Regions from separate parts of the Gossypium hirsutum genome. Here region 1 is linked to region 2. Evidence: chromatin contacts called from public Hi-C data. All regions are on one chromosome and are shown on one strand. Each heading gives the region's core, a stretch centred on a gene start, on an enhancer-like site or on the middle of the called end of the contact. The rest is flanking DNA. Distances are from core to core; before and after follow the strand shown. Region 1 holds the start of LOC107927592 (receptor-like kinase TMK4). Region 2 holds the start of LOC107915101 (histidine protein methyltransferase 1 homolog).

Region 1 (5,764 bases), core at 691-3,190, 310 kb before region 2:
TAATACGACCATTTATTCTAGTCCTAGCCATGGTGTTCTAATAAAACCAAGAAAAAATTGAAAGAACGATGGAAATTTTATGGAAATGACCTCTAATACTGTTTTTCTCAATAATGGTTTCTTCTCTAAAATCTCTAATTCAAACAATGTAATTTTTAGGGCTCAAGTAACTTCCTTTTAAAAGGGCTTTTTACACTTTAACGATTCATATATCCGAGAATAAGGGCACAATCAGCTGCTTATAGTTGTTACCCTTCTTAACACGTGGCGAAGTGTACGTTGCAAGTTAAGGTATAAAGTATATTTAATAAGCCTATTCTTGTGTTACTTTTCATCTTATAGAACTAGGTTCCAATAAGAGTCACTTTATAACTCTTCTTCAAACCAGGCGGGGGATAAATTGTTATGATACTCACTATTACCGACTCGTAACCTGACTGGGTTCAGGTCGAGTTTTGCACAGTTCTCACTTCAAGTTCGCGTGACACTGTAAGTTCACATGCAAGACACTCAAACCCCTCTATGAGACCGCACGATGTGGATTCACACACCATCATATAGGCGAACCTACATCATATAAACACATGTTAAACCTAGAGTAGAGTACGTGCCGACATGCATAGAACCTACCTACAGTATCATATCTATGAATAGTAACCATATCATATAAATACACAGTTTCACCCATATAAAGACACACATAAACACCCAAAAAAATATTAAAAATATTAAAAATATTTAAAAAATTCTAAAAATCCTTTTAACTTATATTTTCTAAATATATGAACAAAGTCTTAAGAGTTCTATAAAAGAGAATATTTATTTTGGTAGTCTTTTTTTTGTAAACAGTATTGTATAAATTTGAATTTTTAATAATTTAATAAAAATTATTAAAATTTTTAAAATAATGCCCAACATTCAAAACCTCAAAAAATAATAATAAAATAATTAAAATTACCAAATTTCTGAAAAAATAAAAATTTAAATTTTAAAAATTTTCCAAAATTCTTTCAAAAAAATTATAAAATAAAAATATATAAATATTCAGAAAAATTAATTTTATTTTTAAAATTTCAAAAAATTCATTATTTTCTATAATTTTTAAATTTTATAAAATTTATAATATTTTTTTGCATATATATATTATATAAAGTTTCCCTTTTAATTTTGAGAAAAAAATATTTGTTGGAAAATTTTTATAATTTTTTCAAACTTTGGAGCTTTTATTTTTATTTGTTTTCATATTCTGAAGATATTTTTTGAACATTTATATATACGAATATATATTGGATTTTTATGATCTTTTGAATTCTCATAGTTTGTTTTTAGAATTTTCACTCTTTTTTATTAAAATTTAAAAGTTACGCGATACTATTTACAAAAAAAAATATTAAAACTATATTTATTTTATAAATTTAAAATTTAGATAATTTTTTATTTTTTATAATTTCGTAATCTTTGAATTAATATAAATTTTGTAATTTTTTTCTATAATCGTATATAAATTTTTTTAGGTTTTATAAAAAATAATTTTTAAGATTAGTTTAAAGTTTTTTTTTAAAATTTTCGGAACTTTGGAGTATTTTAGTAATATTTATTTGTTTTTTTATTTTTAATATATACTATTTTAAAATATTTTTATAATTTTATTAGTTTTTTAATTTTAATAATGTATGGACTTTTTTTTTTATTATATAATATTTAAAAAAATTCAAAATTCAGAGTTGGATTGGATAATAATTGACGCTATTTTCATTATTTTTCTTATCCATTTTTAAAAAGTACAGGACATAAGTACTTTATTTTTAGATGGACCATTTTGCTCATATTTAAAATTTACAGGGATGTATGTGACATTTAAACTATTTTGAGTACTCTACATATTATTTTTTTATTAGAAAAAAAAAACAGGTAAGATATTCTATCTTTTTAAAAAAATTCCAACTAAGAAAATTCCCTTTCATTATTTCTTTTGTCTTTCCCCTAAGTATTCCCTTGCGCTACAACACTGTTCTTTCTTTTCACTGTTAGGAAAAAAACGAAAAAAAAAACCATATTCAAAGAACAATCCAACAAACACCATCGTTGTTGGATAATCCAACTGTTTTGGTTTCCGAAACTAATCCAAAAGCAAAAATGCTTAACCGCCACCATATCCTCCTTCCCATCCTCCTTTTCTCCTCCCTTCTCGCCGCAGGGGACGACGGCGCAACCATGCTCAAGATAGCTTCATCCTTCCGCCCTCCTCCCACTGGGTGGTCTTCCTCTTCTTCAGACAACTACTGCAAGTGGCCTGGCATAAATTGCGACAAATCCAACAGCGTTACTTCCATCAACCTCTCTTCCAAATCCCTGTCTGGGACCCTTTCCCCCGACATCGCCGCCTTGTCGGAGCTCCAGACTTTGTCACTCCAACGCAACGCCTTGTCCGGGACCATCCCATCTTTCGCCAACCTCTCCAGCTTACAAGAGGTTTACCTTGACAGCAACACCTTCACCTCTATTTCCCCAAACGCCTTCTCCGGATTAACCAGCTTGCAAAAGCTGAGTTTGAGTGACAATGCCGGTTTAAGTCCATGGACTTTCCCAGATTTGTCTCAATCGACGGGACTCGTTGAACTTCAACTAGACAACACCAGCTTGTTCGGTTCCTTGCCTGATATATTCGATTCTATGAACAGCTTGAAAAGTATAAGGTTGTCTTACAACAATTTGAGCGGCATATTACCGGCTTCTCTCGGTGTTTCAATGGTTCAGAATCTTTGGATCAACAATCAGGATGTTGGGTTCACTGGTACTTTACAAGTTTTATCCAACATGACACAGTTGTCTCAGGTTTGGCTTCAGAAAAACTTGTTTACGGGTCCGATCCCAGATTTGTCTAAATGTTTGGATATTTTCGATCTTCAGCTTAGAGACAATCAGTTGACAGGGCCGGTTCCCAAATCTTTAACTGATCTTCCAAACTTGGAGAATGTTTCATTGTCTAATAATAAATTGCAGGGTCCTTTCCCAGAATTTCCTACCTCAGTTGAGAAAAAAGTTGTTGATGGAAACAATAATTTTTGTAATAGTAATGGGGATCCTTGTAATCCTCAAGTTACTACATTGCTTGAGATTGCTGGGGGTTTTGGGTACCCTGTGTCTCTTTCTGATAATTGGCCTGGGAATGATGCTTGCGAATGGTCCTTTATTTCTTGTGATTCACGAAAGAATGTGATTACAGTGAATCTGGAAAAGAAAAACTTAGTCGGGACGATTTCTCCGGCCTTTGCCAATCTCACCTCATTGAAGAACTTGAATCTGAATGGTAATGGATTAACCGGTTCAATTCCTGATAGTCTGACTAAGTTGACTAGTTTGCAGCTTCTTGATGTGTCTAATAACAATCTTAGTGGAGACATTCCGAAATTTTCAAATTCAGTAAAATTCTCGTACTCGGGGAATAGTTTACTTGGAAAATCTGGTGGTTCTGGTGATGGAGGAGATTCAGGATCTGGAGCATCCGCTGGAGGTTCGGATGGTAACTTGAAAAGTGGCAATAGTAAGAATTCGATTGCTATGATTGTCGGTATTATTGCTGGTGTATTGATTTTTGTTGCTGTTGTTTGCTTTGTTTCTTATAAGTATATTATGAACAAGAGGTACGGAAAATTTGGTAAGGTGGAGGGCAGTGATGCTGAGAGGGGTGTGGTTAAGAGTCCAGCAAATGGTGGCGGAATGAATGGGAATGGGGGAGTTCCCAGTGAAATGCTAAGCCAAAGCAATGGGGATCGTAGTGACCACCATTTTTTTGAGGGTGGAAATGTAGTGATCTCAATCCAAGTACTAAGACAAGTGACAGATAATTTCAATGAGGCCAATGTTTTAGGAAGAGGTGGTTTCGGGGTTGTTTATAAAGGGGAACTGCATGATGGCACACAGATTGCTGTCAAAAGGATGGAATGTGTGTCGACCGGTACTAAAGGAATGAATGAGTTTCAGGCAGAAATCGCAGTGCTTACAAAAGTTAGGCATAGGCATCTGGTTGCACTTTTGGGTTACTGTATTAATGGTAATGAGAGACTCTTGGTTTACGAGTATATGCCTCAAGGTACCCTAAGTCAGCATCTCTTTGAATGGCGGGAAAATGGATATGCTCCGTTCACCTGGAAGCAGAGAGTCACCATTGCACTGGATGTTGCACGAGGGGTTGAGTATTTGCACTCTTTGGCACAACAAAGTTTCATTCACAGAGATTTGAAGCCCTCCAACATTCTCCTTGGGGATGACATGAGAGCAAAGGTTGCCGATTTTGGACTCGTTAAAAATGCACCCGAAGGTAAATACTCTGTGGAGACAAGGTTGGCAGGAACGTTTGGATATCTTGCTCCTGAATATGCTGGTATGTGAATTTTTGTCTTCAAATGCTTTAAGATTTTATACGAGCTTCTTACTTGCTTAGTTATACATATTCTGTGATAATTTTCTCTAGGCAAATTAAACCTTTCAATGTAATTTAGATGTATCCTTAATGTCTCAACCCCAGAATAGCTAATATATTATTGTTGATATGATCGGGGCTCTACATGGTATTATCAAGCTTGCTTAAACAGCATACTTTATAAGTTATGAGGCCATATTCGGTATTCTTATGTTAAAAGATTAAAAATCATGATTGACTGAAACAGTTGTCTTCTGATTAGCATTTATAATATTTGATGTTTGATATTTGGGTTGAATGTATTGTTATTGCCTTTCGCCTGGCTGTTTCGTAACGTTGCCATTTTTGTTGTTTGGTTAAATATTATAGTTTTCTAAATAGAGATACTGTTTTAATCTGAACAGCAACTGGAAGGGTGACTACGAAGGTGGATGTTTATGCATTTGGAGTGGTCTTGATGGAGATAATAACTGGCAGAAAAGCTTTAGACGAGACCTTACCCGATGAGAGGTCACATCTGGTCACATGGTTTCGCAGGGTCCTTACCAACAAAGACAACATTCCGAAAGTGGTTGATGAAACAATCAACTGCGATGAGGAGACAATGGCAAGTATCTTCAAGGTGGCTGAGCTGGCAGGACACTGCACAGCTCGCGAACCATATCAGCGACCTGACATGGGGCATGCTGTAAATGTGTTGGGCCCCCTTGTTGAGCTGTGGAAACCTACCACCCAAGAGGATGGTGAAAACTCGGGCATTGATCTTCACATGAGCCTTCCTCAGGCTCTACTAAGATGGCAAGCAGATGAAGGTACTTCAACAATGTATGGTGATATATCATACTCCCAAACCCAATCAAGTATCCCTGCAAAACCCTCGGGATTTTCAGACACATTAAGCTCATCTGATGGTCGGTGACGGACATGGGATAAGTGGCATAATTTTGAAGAGGTATGTACTGTAAAAAATGTTACGAGGGCAAAAAACACACAAAAAAGGAAGGCCAGGTTGAGTTGCTGTTGAGTCGATAACGGAGTGTATTATGGTCGTATTATGTTTATTTATTCTGATTGTTCTCTTACTTTGTTGGGCTAAACATGAGCCAAAAGAACCCTTGTTGTTTCTTATTATATTCTTCAACAGCTAACCGAATGATTTGTTTTGTTTGATGGAGTATTTACAGAGGGAAAAATAGGGTTTTTGGGGAGGAGAGGGAGGGAAAGAAAGATTGTATCATGTTCTTTTAATCATTTTTTCTATTGTAATGTATAATTATTGTTGAATCATTTTTTATTCATTTCTTTATTAAAATAATAATAATAAGTTGCAGGTTGGAGATA
Region 2 (6,696 bases), core at 88-2,587:
AGCAATAAAACGCAACTTAATGGATAATCAGAAAGGTAATAAAATAAAATTAAAATGAAAAAAGGAAAACCTAAAAAAAACTACCCCAGTTAATGCGAAACGGCTGGATACCATTAATGCTCCTTAGCTATCATTTCCAAAGTCCAATCCGTTCTTGTCACTAGCAGATTCCAAAAAGATAAGCTATACTTGCTACTCTCTATTGATAATCGGTTTCCCTTAAAAAACTCTTCAGTCTGGGTTCCTTGACCAGTACCTATCTGAAGCAAAGTCATGTCGATTCAGTTCTTCTCCTATCAGGTAAGTAGACTCCCTTCTAGCAAGAGCAGTTTTTGCTATTCTATGTGCTTGTATGTTCCCTGATCTGTAAATATGCTGAAAAATAATCTCTTGAAAACACCGTTTTTTGTTTTGGATGTCGTTGATAATGGCTCCAATCGCTGATTTATCAGGTGAAGTCGTTTGGCATTTCTTAATAACTGTTTTAGAGTCTCCCATGATTTTTACCGATTGTAAACCTAGTGAGATCCCTAATTTTATACCCTAAACATGCATATGCTTCTGCTGCAAATGGGGAGGAGATACTGTTGTGGATGGTGGACTTTAAGGCCATGAGGCTCCCCGTCAGATCCTGAACCACCAGACCCGTTGCAGATGTAGAACTGCTACTATCGAACGCTGCATCGCAATAGACCGTCGTTCTCGGTATGTCTTCTTGGGCTCTTAAGTGTCTATTCATATTTACAGGTCTCTTCATTTCTCTTACCACTTTATATTTAGCCAGAGACCTCTGTATGTTTTGCACTAACTCGCTACTTGTTGTGTTTTTCCTTTCATGTACGAACTGATTTCTAGAGAACCATATGAGCCATAAAGCATAACAAAAAAGTCTACATTGGATGTCGTTACCTCTCTTGAAAACCTAGGTTAGCCACTCCCATATACTTTGGTTCATATTATTAACCACCCAATATAAGTGTACTATTCCCAAGACCTCTATTGTTACAGGGAAGTCACGGAAGATATAGAGGCTGTCTTCTAACCAAGAACAACCTCGGGGGCATCTATCATTAGAAATTACTCTTCTGTACCGGAGATTAGCAAAATTCGGAATAAAATCCCAAGAGATTTTCCAAATAGTGATTGCAATTTTAGGGGGTAGCTGTAGGCCCCATAGCTCCTTGTAAAATTCTTTCATTTCGGTCTGTAATAAATAATGCCTAGGATCCGAGCTAGCATTATGTAATAGTTTATAGGCACTGCGTACCGAGAACTCACCATATAACTCTCCTTTCCAAACTTGCGTGTCCTCATGATCGGTCTCTGTGAGAGGGATCTGCAAAATTTTTTTAGCAACTACCTCTCAGAAGGTACGATTAATCAAATTTGTTCTCCACTTCCTATTTGCGCTATCAATAAGCTCTGAAACTAACTGTGAATCCTCATTGTTATGACTGCTATATTCATCAATTGTGTCAATCCCCGGAATCCAGCTATCTTCCCATATAGAGATTTTATCTCCTCTGCCCACTCTTTAGCTCAGCCCTTTTTAGAGAAGTCCCCTTGCTGTCCAAATACTCTTCCAGGTAAGGGAAGGTAAATTGCCCAACTCTACATTTTGAAAATTTGAGTTTGGAAAATATTTAGCATTTAAAACTCGTGCTAATAAAGAATTTTGATACTGAATAATGCGCCAGCCCTGTTTTGCTAGCAACGCAATATTAAATTGACCAAAAATTTTAAAACCTAAACCACCGTTTTCTTTTAAATCACAAAGGCTTTTCCAAGTACACCAATGAATACCCTTTTTTCCATGGCCCTTCTGCCACCAGAATCGTGCAACAATACTTTCAAACTCATCACATAGGGTCTTAGGCAATAAAAAATAAGTCATCGTGTAAATAGGTATCGCATGTAGAATGGCCTTCACAAGTACTTCCTTTCCCCCTTGAGATAAAAATAGATTGCTCCAATTATCAATACGTTTTCGAAATTGGTCCTTCAAATTTTGAAAAGATTCCTTTTTCCTCCTACGGACCATGCTCGGCAACCCAAGGTAACGCTCTGGTTCGTTTGAACTGTGGACACCCAGTAAATTACTAACCAATCACCTGTCTTTTTTTGAGGTATTCTTATTGAAAAAATTGTTGATTTTTTAAAATTAACACATTGACCCGAACAAAATTTATACTCCCGTAGAATGTCCTTGAATAAAGTTGCATCCTTACTTGTTGCCTCCCCAAATAAAATACAATCATCAGCAAACAAAAGATGTGATACCTGTGGCCCGCTTCTACTAACCCTAACGCACTTGAAGAGCCCGCTATTCATTGCTAGTCTTAGTAGACTCGATAGGCCTTCCCCACATAAGAGAAATAAAAATGGGCTAGCGGATCACCTTGTCTAAGGCTTCTGGTTGGGAAAAATTTATCCCCAATATGCCCATTTATAACTACTAGATAAGAGACCCTTGATACACATTTCATAATAGCATCGACCTAATTCGTATCAAACTCTATCCGTAGCATAATTTCCTTTATAAAAATCCATTCAACTCTATCGTATGCCTTGCTTATGTCTAGCTTAATGGCCATATACCCTTTCTTTCCCGATCTCTTTGTATTTAACTTATGCAATACTTCATATGCCAACAGCACGTTATCTGATATTAATCGTCCTGGCACAAAAGCACTTCGCGTGTCATCAATACATTTTTCAATAACTCCCCGTAAACGATTAGCTATGACCTTGGCCAAAATTTTATAGAGCACATTACATAAACTGCTTGGTCGAAATTGTGTCATGTCTGAGGGGCTGGTGACTTTAGGAATAAGTACAATATTAGTAGAGTTCACAGCACTAACCTCCATATCCCCATTAAGAATTTATAAGCTAAAAGAGGTGACATATTCTCCAACAATATGCCAGCATTCCTGATAAAAAAGAGCTGGAAAACCATCCTCCCCCAGTGCCTTCGTGGGCCCCAGTTGAATATTGTTGCTGCGATCTCCTTTTTGGTATATGTTGTTGTAAGCTTTTGATTATCTTCATTGACCATACAATGTTCAATCCTGGATAACAAATAGTCGTAATTTCCCCTACTTTCTGCCAAAAATAAACTTTGAAAATAAGATCTAGCAATGCCCTCTATTTTTTGTAGTACCATCATTTCTCGTCCATCTTCATTTTGTAATCTATGAATAAAATTCATCTTTCGCCGCTGTGATGCATGACTATGAAAAAATGCTGTATTTTTATCGCTGAATTTCAGCCAATTAAAACGAGCCCTCTGTTCCCAATAACATTCATCTTTGTCAATCTCCAAGTTTAAATTAATCTTCGTATCAATCAGCTCAGCTAAATTCACATCATTTCTCTCAGCTTCAGATAATTGTGCTAATTTCTCTGTAAGGATCTATTTTTTCTTTCTCCTATTCATATGAATTTTCCCCACCCACTGTTTCAAACCTTTTATTAAATTTCCTAGCTTCTATAACACTTCCCCTGAAGACTCTTCTCACAAACGTTTGACTTTATTAATAAAAGATTCCTCGAAAGACCACCAGGCTTTGAATTTGAAGCCATTGTTCCTCAAGCGTTCTTCATTCATTCTTGTATTAATAAGAAGGGGACAATGATCAGAAAAAGAGTGCACTAAATGTTGGACTTTTACCTCCGAGAACATATCAATCCATTCTGTGTTGGCAACCCCTCTATCTAATCATTCTTGAATATTCGTCTCCGGTAAATTACCTTTCTCCCAAGTGAACTAATTCCCACAAAAACCCACGTCATGCAGTTGACATTCCTCCAGTGTTCTTTGAAATAGTTCTATCCGTTTTTCATCTCTAGGAAATCCTCATTTTTTTCTCAAAACCATACATAATCTCGTTGCAATCTCCACAAACGAACCAATGAATATCTACTTCAATAGCTAGCCTTTTTAGAACAGCCCATGGGTCTGCCCTATCTGGCACATAACGGGATCCATAAAATCCCGTAAATCTCTAATTATTCCCGTCTTCCTTGCCCGTAACTATCACATAAATATGCCTCTTGAAAAAAGTACGGAGAGTTATATTTACATCTAACCGTCAGACTAAACACAATCCTCTTCGTATACCATCTGAGTCAACTTCAATACCATTAACAAAATCACAGCTTCTACGAACCCGCTCCATTTGTCGTTTACTAAGCTTTGTCTCCATAAAGAAGACTATTTGAGGATTATATATCTTCAGCGAATGCCGAAGTCTTCTAATCATTCGTGGTCTCCCAAACTACGAACATTCTAGTTTAAGATTTTCATTGCGTTCGGTCGGCTTGCCTTTTAGCAGCCGCCGATGATAAAAGATTAAATTTCACCATTCGCTTACTCCTTGTCATTGCATTGCCACTCTCTTTTTTCCCCTTGGATCTCTCGTTTCCCCCCTTGTTTGTTTTTTCCCCTCCTCTCCTACTAAGATTCCATCTTTTAAATCATGTTCCATGGCTATTTGCATCTGATCAGCCCAAGAATTCTCCTGCCTGTGATCTAAATATGGCATTCCTCCTTTAATATTGAATCCCAAAATTGGATCAATAAGTTTCCCACATCTGCCTTTAGTATCCCATCCCAAAATCTGAGCTCCAAATATCGATTGTCCCCCCAAATTCCTTCTCATTTCCTTTCCCCTTCATCTTGAAGCCATATACTATTCATAGATAAGGCTCTTCGGGATTGTGCTCGCAATGATAAATTCCAACCCAATTCAGCAGTATCTACCCCTAACATCATTTTTTCCTCACAAAATGAGTCACTATGCCCCAGTCGGTCACAATAGAAACAAAAAAACGATAAACGTTCATACTGAAATTTAACATACAAGCATCCCCACGCCACATAACCTTCTTCCTTCTTTTTAGAGGCCTCCTAATGTCAATCTGTACCCTCACTCTAATGTAATTGCGATTTTCCTTCCCAAGATTTGAACCATTATACTCCAAGAAAGTTCCAACAAAATTCCCTAATTGCATTGCTAAACTTTCAGAAAAGAGTCTTATTGGGACGTCATGAATTTGGACCCAAAAAGGGGAAAAAATTAAAGGTACTCTTAATGGGTCTTCCTCCCTTTTCAATTTATAAAGTATTAATAAGTGATTATTGAAAGTCCAAGAAGAACCTTTTCAAACCCTCTCCATATTCATACCGTGAAAAAATTGAAAGATATACTTTTTTTTCCCAGATCTCGAATTTGAACCCCACGAACAGGATGCCACAGATTGGCCATAGTACTTTTCATGGCTGGGAAGTAGATTATACTGGCAGTTAAAAAACATCCCACAAGCTGAAATTTTCTCACTCTTCTTACTGTGCTTGGATCTACTTAGATCTGCAGTATTTCCTCCTCTTCCTCATTTAATGATAACTATGCTAATTTAGTCTCCATGGACGCATGTTTGATGGCCAGAAACACAGACGATAGACTCCACTTGCAGAAATAAAAGCGATAAAAAAGCTCTTAGTTAGAACTAAAAAAACAAAAACTGGGACAAAAAACTTAAGGACTCGTGCCAGTGGCGGCAGACACAATCGTGCTAGGGCAGCAGACTTGTACGCTACAAATCGAGGGATTAATAGTACCATTGAAGTTTTAAACTTCATAAATAAGGTAAAAGAATTCGCAAGTGTCTTATAGGGTATAATAAAATATTAAAAAAGAAAAAGACATGTGATAAATTTTTAAGATTACTTGTGGAATAAAAAAATATAAACTACTAATGTATCAAATATTATCATTTTTATATAATTTGATCTTTCATATCATTTGCTTTTCTTTCCCCATTTTTTTTTATATTATCAAGTTTTATAATATCAAAGTTTTAGATATGAGATTAATTATGAAACAAAAAATTCCATTAAAATTATATTTATTTCATTGAAAACATCTTTTGAAAAATGATTTAAAAAAACTACCAAATAGTGAAAAATACCAATTTTTTTAAAAATAAATATATTTTTCAAAAATCATTTTTCGTAAATTTTTTTACATCAAACAAATAAACCCTTAAAAAATATTAAACATAAAAGGACATAAATAATAGGGATATGAAAGCAAATTATTAATATATTACAATTTATATAAATTATATATAATCTATAATAATATATAAAAGCATCAGCTTCAAATTTATAAATAGCGAACTAAATCCATGTCATTGGTAATTTTTAAAAATAACTATTTAAATCGTAATTATATTTATAATAAAAAATTTAAATTAATTATCAAACTAGTAATTAATTTTATTTCTATTAAATTAAATGTCAATTAATTTTATTGATAGTACTATTTGAATTATTATATTTTTAATTAGTTGTGATTTATATTTAATTATTTTTTTGTCTATATAAATGTAACTAGGACTAGAAGCTGCCAACAATGAAGGGGAAAGGATGGAGAATTTGGTTAAATTACAGGTACCTCCATCCCATGTGATAGTTACAATCAGAATGTAAAAGTTTAAAATGATGAGATTAAGTGGCCTTTTTCTCAAACAAATAACCATAATCTTTAGAGCAGTATCAAATTGATTAGTCGAATGGAGAACAAGTTAGGAGTATCAATTTAAAATAAAGGGTTAGATTAATTGATTATAAATGGAACAAATCAATTGAACTTGAACTAAGTTAAAAAAAAATTAATTCAATCAATTCGT

The links. Hi-C and Micro-C count contacts between places; a contact is called where the count stands out from the background.
Region 1: a contact with region 2 is called in a Hi-C map of leaf, with 5 times the contacts expected there. The contact joins the promoter of LOC107927592 here to the promoter of LOC107915101 in region 2. A contact is called at or near these places in 16 of 34 Hi-C or Micro-C datasets (anther, callus, hypocotyl and 3 more).

Annotation. Positions count from the first base shown.
Region 1 is chrA10:73,025,961-73,031,724 of Gossypium_hirsutum_v2.1, reverse strand. LOC107927592 (receptor-like kinase TMK4) reads left to right here and starts at 1,940. Exons shown (of 4, transcript XR_001692481.2): 1 at 1,940-4,384; 2 at 4,828-5,375; 3 at 5,755-5,764.
Region 2 is chrA10:72,712,957-72,719,652 of Gossypium_hirsutum_v2.1, reverse strand. It overlaps LOC107915101 (histidine protein methyltransferase 1 homolog), which reads left to right and starts at 1,337. Exons shown (of 11, transcript XM_041079182.1): 1 at 1,337-1,370; 2 at 1,494-1,596; 3 at 6,402-6,457. LOC107915100 (probable xyloglucan galactosyltransferase GT14) reads left to right here. Exons shown (of 4, transcript XM_041079179.1): 1 at 1-300; 2 at 453-705; 3 at 856-926; 4 at 1,009-1,396.